2 separate regions of the Mus musculus genome follow, and region 2 is linked to region 1. Evidence: chromatin contacts called from public Hi-C data. All regions are on one chromosome and are shown on one strand. The core of a region is the stretch at or near the end of the contact, and the rest is flanking DNA. Distances in the headings are between cores, read along the strand shown. Region 1 overlaps Klf12 (Kruppel-like factor 12). Region 2 has its middle 130 kb from the start of Gm23538.

Evidence for each region. A called contact is a pair of places that touch in the nucleus more often than the background predicts.
Region 2: a contact with region 1 is called in a Hi-C map of cranial neural crest, with 3 times the contacts expected there. The contact joins two enhancer-like sites. A contact is called at or near these places in 2 of 484 Hi-C or Micro-C datasets (cranial neural crest and embryonic fibroblasts), 1 of 115 datasets of contacts at active chromatin or transcription factors (stem cell-derived neural progenitor cells) and 1 of 9 other capture datasets (embryonic stem cells).

The regions. Positions count from the first base shown.
Region 1 is chr14:99,929,753-99,934,290 of GRCm38.p6, reverse strand. The region is part of intron 5 of Klf12 (Kruppel-like factor 12); the gene reads left to right. Among named protein-coding and RNA genes, the nearest start is that of Gm22970, 160 kb to the right of the region's middle. Within about 2 kb of position 2,195, at least 32 of the 459 cell types and tissues checked have an H3K27ac peak or open chromatin away from gene starts, as enhancers often do.
Region 2 is chr14:100,887,515-100,892,052 of GRCm38.p6, reverse strand. No RefSeq gene overlaps it. Among named protein-coding and RNA genes, the nearest start is that of Gm23538, 130 kb to the right of the region's middle. Within about 2 kb of position 2,387, at least 20 of the 459 cell types and tissues checked have an H3K27ac peak or open chromatin away from gene starts, as enhancers often do.

The DNA.
Region 1 (4,538 bases), core at 946-3,445:
TACCTAAAACTAACTATTACATGTCTTGGCATAGCAAAACATCCTAATAATATGTATCTTTTACTATCTGAAAAAGGGCAATAGATGATGTATTTATCAAAATATCTACAACAACACAGTATCGTTGGTCCTCACTATATATATTCACAGCTAATTAGCTGCCTGCTCTGCTGGAATCCACTGCCCATTCTCCTGGAATCCTCTATCCATTCTCCTGGAATCCTTTGTCCATTCTCCTAGAATTCTCTATCCATTCTGCTGGAACCCACTGCCCATTCTCCTGGAATCCTCTATCCATTCTGTGGAATCCTCTATCCATTCTCCTGGAATCCTTTGTCCATTCTCCTAGAATTCTCTATCCATTCTGCTGGAATCCTCTGCCCATTCTGCTGGAATGCACGGGATATTCGGGGGAAGCCGTTGTCTCTAAGTTTCCATTCACCTAAATAAGCGCCCTTTATCAGATGGGAGTCTCCAGTTAGAAGTAAAGGCAACTAAGTGACTCAGACTGCCATAAACCAAGGAACATGGGGACTCTAGAAGCGGATAGGGTGTAAAAGAAGATAAAGCAGAAGCAGAACCCCTGACTCAGAGCAACAGGCCAGGTGCAGCGGAAGGACTTAGCAGGCAGCTCTGACCCAGAGGAGCCCAGCCCAACACTGGCCCTCACACTCAGCGTAAGGGAAGACAGGTCCTTATGATGGACTTCAGACTGGGCTGTATCTAGCCCTGGGCTAAGGAGGAAGGGCCTGGGTGTTGACAGGACTAAGGCTATTTCAGAAGGAGAGGAAGAGGGAAGAAACGGAGTTGTGGTTTCCTGAAAGACAAGGAGGCTTTAGTGGCAAAGCCGTGGAGAGCACTCGTCGCAGGCTGGCCACCTTCAGTTTTCTCTTCTGTTCAAAGGGGGAAAGAAACTGTCAGAGTTAGGAACCTTGAATGATTTCCCTGGGAGGCTGTAGTTTCTCATCTTTCTGATGATACCAAGATGTACTTTTAACAGTAGCTAGAGAAAGTGACTTTCTCGAGTGCTACCCTGTTATTCAATAGCCAGAACCCAAGGATGCTAAGGCAGAAAACACACAGAGCCTTTCCCACGGAGTGCCCAACGTTTCATTCTAACCACCGCATCCCTCTATCCTCATCGGACATTGAATCACATAATCAAAAATAACCTGTCTATATGGAAAACACACGTTGTGTTGATACTAAAAATGGGCAGAGGACAGCAGAGCTTCCTGGGAGATGCCCAGAGTGTGTGGCCAGAAGCTTGCGTTCTGTTGTACATCTGCCTTTGAACTCCTGCATCACTGTATTTGTCTCACGTCAATCGAAGAATGTCAGGCCCAAACTGTTGCAGTTTTAGCAAGGTGCTTAGGAAATCCTACTCCTCACTGGGGCATCCTGAAGGAAAACGCTTTATAAGCCTAGGTCTTTAGTAACCATCCCATTTGGTCTTCGTTATAAAAGGTTCCTTCCTACCGCCCTGGTGATTCGTTGGCGTGCCTAGTACTCATCACAGACCCTGACGAGGCTACAGTTTGCTTCAGGTGTCTCCGAAACAATGTAGAATCCTGAGCCTATAGGGAGGTTTAAGGTGTGGTTCAATACAATCAGTACATATATGTTCTAGAAAGGGTTTGTGCCACAGCTGGATGAAAAGGGAACTTGTAGGGAGTGATGCAGAATTTGCTTCAGTTTGCCCAGAAGAGCAGTGCTCTGTGTCCTTGTCACTGTGTGGACACTGGAACTGCTCTCCTGAGCTACAAAAATACGGAGAACATTTATATATCAGAATATCTACTTAACAGTCTGAAAAAAAAAAAAAAGCCATGACTTTATTCACCCATAGGGTGATGTTAATATTCTTGCAAAATCCCTTTATTTCCATAGGTTTTGCCCATTCCTCTAATCATTTCCTTAAACATCTGTAAAGAAAAATACTACTTTATGTGGGAATGCAAGAGACAAGCAAACTCACTCCTGTTATTTTTCACTTTTAGACCTGAATTATTTTGTGAAGTTTACAAAGCCCTGTAGCTTAACTTAAGAGTGGACTGATGTCCTTCGGTGGAAGTAATTTACAGTAATCTTCCCCAACCTGCATGGTATTTATTTGTGAAAGACAAGGAAGTATGGAATTACCATGGAGAACAGAAACAAAGGCCGGAGGAAACCATGTTCAGAACAGAAGAGAGTTGCTGCCACCTAGAGGTGGAAGTGGGTGTCGCTGAGAGCTGTAAATGGTTGATGTCATACAATCCTAAAACCAAAATGCAATCTAGGGACATCATCTCCACCTCTAAACAGGAATGGACTCATTTGGCCTTCTAGCCTCCATTAAAACTGGGCCTTGAATGCTCAATAAGATTGTAGTGGCTCGGGGTTTTTGTTTTTGTGTGTTTCATTTTTGTTCTCTTCAGCCTTATTTCTTTCTGTTCCTGCAGTTAGTTCTAACTCTCTGAAAGTCTTCGTCCTCCACAGCACATTTGTGAGCCATTTGCAAGCTAGTGGGTAATGTCTTTTCCATACTCTGGGCTACCTTTTTTCCAATGTTATCCTAAAATTTCCACTAGGGATGCCCCACTTCTCATCAAATTGTGTGGCTCGTGCAATTTTACTTTTTTCCTAAAACAGGGCAGGAGGCAGGGGCAAGCTATGTGGTTGGAGTCCTGGGAAGACGGGCAAGAGGAGAGGACCCTGAGCCTCACCTGAATCATGTAAAAACCTGGTAACTGCCTATAATCCTAGCATTTTGGAGAAAGATGCAATTGCATCCAAGAGCATACCAGATGCCTGGATTGACCCCGGAGCTACATGTTTCTTGCCTCCTCCTCCTTCCGCATGCCCTCACCATCCCTAGCTGGATGCACTCCTTTAAGCTCCTCACTGGCATCCCTCAATAGAGGGTCTTTCACCATGCCTAGTGATCACTGCCAAAGGCCAGTGGAATTACTCCTGGGTTCCTAGCTTAGCTGTTTTGGCAAGAATTTGGAAGTCCAGAGTCCTTACCATTGCACACGAGTCCTTTCCCAGATGTTTGAAGCCCTGCGCATCATGCACAGAGCCCTTACCATTGCACACGAGTCCTTTCCCAGATGTTTGAGGCCCTGCGCATCATGCACAAGCACTTGCCCATTTTCCTTCCTGTGAACTTTCTCATCTTCCTGGACCCTAAATTTCAGCCACATTCAGTAGCGGAACATGCCACAGCAGGCTCCGGCCACACTGATCACTAAAGCCACTATATCCGTTTCGGTACTTTCGCCTTGTTAGTGGGAAGCTCAGGAAGTTTTGAAAGATTTGTCCAAGTTTGCAGAACAAATCAAACTCAGGATCAGCACATCTTTCTTCTAACTATGGTGATTTTTTTTTTTCTTTCCATTTTTTGGTGACCATTTCCCATCTCTTGAAGCATACTTCAAGAAGAGCAGAAGAGCTCAGATCTGGGGAGCAGGGAGGGGTTGCCTCCTGTTAACCATCTCTAAACGTCAAACCATCGTCTCTGTTTCTTGCCTGTTTGTAACTACTGTGCTGGACAAAACCTTTGAAGTGTGTGTGTGTGTGTGTGTGTGTGTGTGTGTGTGTGTGTGTGTGTGTGAAACAGACGTGTAGTTCTGAAGCTCACGCGCAACACCTGCTCTGTCGCTCCCTAATTAAGAGATGCAGAGACAACATTGAGTCCTTCCTGCTCTTGCCTATTTAATTTATAGGGATAATCCGATGCTGAACGAAGGGGACTTTGTAGGAGAGGACTTCATAAGCCTTATGAGGCAAGTCGGTAAAACATGGCTCTGCGGCATTGTCTTTTTCATTTTTTTTTCTCTTAAGTAAACCTTCTTTATAATGCTTTAACAATACAAACTTTGCCACATTTCTCTTTGTTCCTCATTTCCACGAGCCACATACTATCTCGAGATGTTCTAACTGCACTCCTCGCCTCCACCTGCCTTTGGAGACCATCCTTTCTCCACTGGATCCGGGGTTTCCTCAGTGGGCTTGCGAGGGAGCTCTATCTCTCTGCTTTTGCTCTGCCAGCCAGTTCTCCATGGCAGAGGGAAAACCGGCTTGATTAATACAAGCTTGCTTTTCCTATCTCCTTGTGATTGTAATTAGTCTGACGCAGAAGGTTCTCCCACTGAATGAGTGTTGTGTGGCTTTAAAAAAACAAAGCAAAACAAAACAAAACAAATCTGTGTCCTTTGAGTATATTCATTGAACGGGTTTATTTGTGGCTTATATTAATGGATTTGAAAATTGACCTTGTAGTTGTTACTGTGATGCCTTTCCAAAGCACAAATAACCCTCAGACATTGCAACTCTGGATGTGAAACATAACTTCAGTGCTGGATCCAAGGTTTAATAGGAATAATGTGCATGCCATTTTAGCTTGAACAGGCGCTTAGATAACTTTGCTCTTTAGTCTATTAGCTTATTCAACAGCTACAGAATTTTAAACAGCACCGAGAAGAGTGTCAATCTTTGGGGTAAAGACTTAAATCATTTATAGTTCCAAGAACTAAGAGGCTAGAGCGCAAGAT
Region 2 (4,538 bases), core at 1,138-3,637, 960 kb before region 1:
ATATTCTTGGAGGAGTTGATGAAGAATATCTCTGAAGTAAATGACAACAAATTGGATCCAAGGCCCACAGTGAACTAATCCTACTTTGTATAATTACATTTCCATTGTCATTAAGATCCGAAACCTGAGTAGTTTTAAGTTAATAGTTTATAGGCAGAACAATTCCAATAGGAGCAGGTGGTGGCTATGCTCATACTTATAATCCAGTTTTAGATGTGATTCTTATTTGTGTAAAAACCGAAAACATTAAAAAAAGGAAGAAGAAGACGACGACCAGGAGACATCTGGTAACTAAGGGGATCCAATTCTCTAGGTGTCAGGACCCATTATCTCTTTCCCTAGCAGCCCTCATTTGGGAAGTCAGCCTTCAGCAGAGAACACTGTAGCTTGTGAACTACATGACATGCTCAGTGTAGGGAAGTAACATCCTATTTAAAATATATCAAGAGACTTGGATTTTCCTTTACCGCAGGCTGTCGAATGCTCCACCTCCTGTCTTAATCCAAGGGGTTGAGTAGAACTTGGTGACAAAACTGAAGCCTCCTCAAAGACCCTGAGATTGGCAGAAACTAATGCTGTTGCTTTTCAGTGATACTACTGTCCTGGGATTTAGTCCAGAATCCTGCCAGAGGAAGAGATTAGGTAAAGAGCAGAGAGGTACTTTCTGAACAGCAAGAATTTAAATGGTATAATCTTATAGGTTTTAATTTTATAGTACCCCACTGTTTTGCTGTGTTGGGAACTAGACCTAGCCCCTCACACATGCTCAGCAAGTTCTTTCCAAGAGTTAAATTCTCACCCCAGTTTTCTCCTTTGTGTGATACCCTATTCCCAATGCAAATCTTATAGGACCTTCCAAATAATTTCTAAAGTCTGATTTTACAGTAATTAGGTGGGATTATCAAAATCTCCAATTTACAGAGGATGAAATATGGTTTCTGGTATGATGCTGGTTAGTCAATCTTTGGTCAAAGAAACAAAGCCATGGCACATGCAAGTGTCTGTGTTCTCTCCTGACAAATATTTAGTTTAAAAACAGTCAAAAATTTTTCTAGATATATGCAAACAATCACAATTTCTTGTTTCTAACATTGTAAGCTACCAGCACATGAACACGTCACTTGTAATCTGGGCTGTAAAAATGGACACCATCGTTAGAACGACAAAGTGGAATATTCACATGTGCTCCAGAAGTAAGCGTGGTAGTGTTTGGCCCTTGCTTTTGGTTTTGCCCAGGAGACCAAACTTGTGAGAGCAATGGTCAGAATTCCTGGCGACAGCCAGAGGCATGTGAGAACCATAGTCCTAATGTATATAATTTAGAAGCACATAATTGTTGGCTTCAGGCTTCACTGGAAGTGAATTTCCCAGATGGCAATCAAAAGTCAGTAGTTGAAAGGAGGAGAATGTTAGTGAGCCATGGGATATCCATGGCCATCAGTGCCTTATTCATTTTTTAGTATATATTTAGGCCAATATTGTGGAAGTCTTTATTACAAACATCATTTGTGGGAATTCAGTTTTCTCCCTTGGTGTGTATGGGAACTGCATTGATACAGCATCTGTCTAGAAAACAAATGAATAGAGGCAGTTAAAAGTCTTAAGTTTTCCATCTCTATTAAGTATAATCTTGAATACTTACATGGCTTAATTGAAGAAAAGAAGGGATTACTAATTTTTCATTTACTGATTTGCAACTGGACCAAGGGATAGAATTGGAAAAGTCTCAAAATGTATTGCCAGTTTGAATCTGACTCTTATCAAGACAATACGCAGTGATCGTACACTCTAATGTCTGTGTTGCTTAATTGTATCATTGGAGAATTTCATATCACGTTTCAAAAAACTTGTTAAGCCTAAATGTATGGTTCACAAAGATCCTTCACTCCTCCAGTTTCTTCTAACTCCTTTCAGAATCAATATTTGAAGGTGTTTGGGAGACCGAGGTCATGAACCCCCTAGGAAGCTTCTGAAGGCTGTGAGACGATAAATTGCTTCCCTTTCCTGCTGGCTCCAAAGTGGTCCAGTGTCTCAGTTCGGGGAAATGCATATGGAAACAATTGCCCTTGGACTATTTCCGCTTCTCTCCATGCAGGCCGTGGCCTCTCCAAACGGCTGCATAAGGCAAGCTGGTTAGCGTAGAGGTCAGAGATCAGCTCAGCCAGCCCTGAGTGCACAATGCCTGACCCTTGCTGTTCAAAGGAAGGGGGCGTAAACACGGTGTTTGTGAGCTCCATTAGTTTAATATATCATCTTATCTAACACTTCTTTTTTTTTTTTTTCTGAGCAAAAAGTGGAATGAATGTTTGTTGAAGGTGAAACTGCTAGTTATGTTATGTTATGAAAAGAACAGGCTCGGGAGCTGAAAATATTCATTCCAGCTGTGGTCTGCTCAGTCTCCCTTCCTCCACATCTTCCTCAGCAATGACTACATACATCAGTGGGGGAACATAGGTTTTCAAATTTAAATGGATGGGGTCATGAGATATTTCTCCTTTTTATGCTTTTCTTTTCATACTTTTTATTATTAATACTTTTATTTTTTTACAGTCCAGATGTAGCCCCCCCCCCCCCGCCTGCTACACCCACCCATAGTTCGTTTCCTATTCCTGCTCCCCCTGTCTCCAAGAGGATGTTCCTGCCACCCATCCACCCCTCCATACTTCCCCACTCCCTGAGGCCTCAAGTCTCTTCAGTTTAGGCACGTCTTTTCTCACTGAGGCCAGACCAGACAGTCGTCTGCTGTACGTGTGGCGGAGGTCTCAGACCAGCTGGCGTGTGCTGCCTGATTGGTGGCTCAGTGTCTGAGAGATCTCAGGGTTCTGGGTTCGTTGAGACTGCTGGTCTTCCTATGGGGTCACCATCCTCCTCAGCTTCTTCCAGCCTCTCTCTGAGAGGCTCAACAAGCAGCTGACTGGGACAAACGCACCCAATCATTGGACTGACGTCATGAAATACTTCTACCCAGTCAATCCCATCAAGAGACCTTATGAAAGAAGAAAGACCTGATCTTTTTATTTTGGAAAGTGACATTATTTGAAATATTATATTATTTTTGAATACATGAACAAAATATATGGTATAGCACATATTTTGTAGGTATTCAAAATGAGTACAAACTCAAAAAATTTTAAAAATGATACTACCCCTACTAAATTAACGAGAAAGTATAAATAGAACATAATAAACAGCTTGAGTTGCTTTATCAATGTAGCTTTGGTGAGACTTCACCCAAATAGTGGTGGGCTTTTCAGCAGTCCCAATGACTGGAGCACCCATGCTCTTATAAATAATCCCAACAAACTCACCAATTCACCAAGCTAGACTTCAGGGGATTCATTTCTCTGGACCGCTACTGCCCCCCCCCCCCCCACCTCGGGATAAATTCAAAGTCTCTCCAGAAAAAGTATAGCACAATTATTTTTCAAACAGTGATTCAATAAAACCAAAGAAGAAAATTGCAGAAACAGTTGCATGGCCCCAGGGATTGACACTACGACAAGTAACAGGCTGACCCATCAAAGGGCGGGGCATACCCTGAGATAATCCTCCTCTGTGTGATATAGAATGGTGGACCTCCCTCTTCGGAAGTTGGCTGTTGCTGTGAATGATACAGCATCATCTGAAACTAAGCTGTCTGGTGGTAAAGCATCCTTGAGGGTTTGGGGGAGGTTCCAAGGATGGCTATTTCTTCTATGTTGTACAAGGTTGTACACTTCGGGGATGAATAGGGTCTATCATAGAAGTATGGGATACCTTCAAAATAGCTGATGAAATAGAGACTATTGCAATCCCTGAAAGTGATTGGAGCATCCAGGGATTATAGTGGAGTTTCATGTGTCCCCTGCTGTGGGAGATAAAACATGCAACAGAGGTTCTGAGCACTCTGCCTGGAAAGAACTTGTCCCTGTAAGGGAGATATTATAAAGGGAAAAGTCATGATTATAGTATCTTCCATTGCTAGCCTCTAATGTGGCTAGGAGAGTGGGTAACAGAGAGGAGAAAATTGAACTGCTGGGCTGGCATTTCTAACAGCTGGCAGGATATAAAGAAGAGTACAAATTAGATCAGTACTAGAAAGTCACTCCTGGCATTCCAACTCTTGAACCTAATGGGAAGAATTGCCTGGTATGGAGCAGGGAGAGGATGAGGTAGAAGCCATGGAAGGCACTGCACAAGAAACAGAAGCATGTTTCAGCATGCACACAGGGGCTTAATAACAGCCCAGGGTAGGAAAATGATAATCAGGAAATGTGATGCTTCTGAATTGCTTTAATTAGGAAAGACTTTTATACAAGAAATGGAAAAGCCTCTGTTAGCCAAGCTTGTGAGGTTATGGCACATAGGGTAGATGGGATCAGTGTGGGTACCATGGAAACAGGGAATATTAGCAATAGAACTACTCTGTCCTCCTTGAAGCAAACCTTGAACAAATCGGAGGCAGAACTTATCTTTAGTTTTCTTTCTGTCTCTGTAATAAGCACTATGACCAAAAGCAACTTGGAGAGGAAAAGCTTATACTACAGGTTGCAATCCAT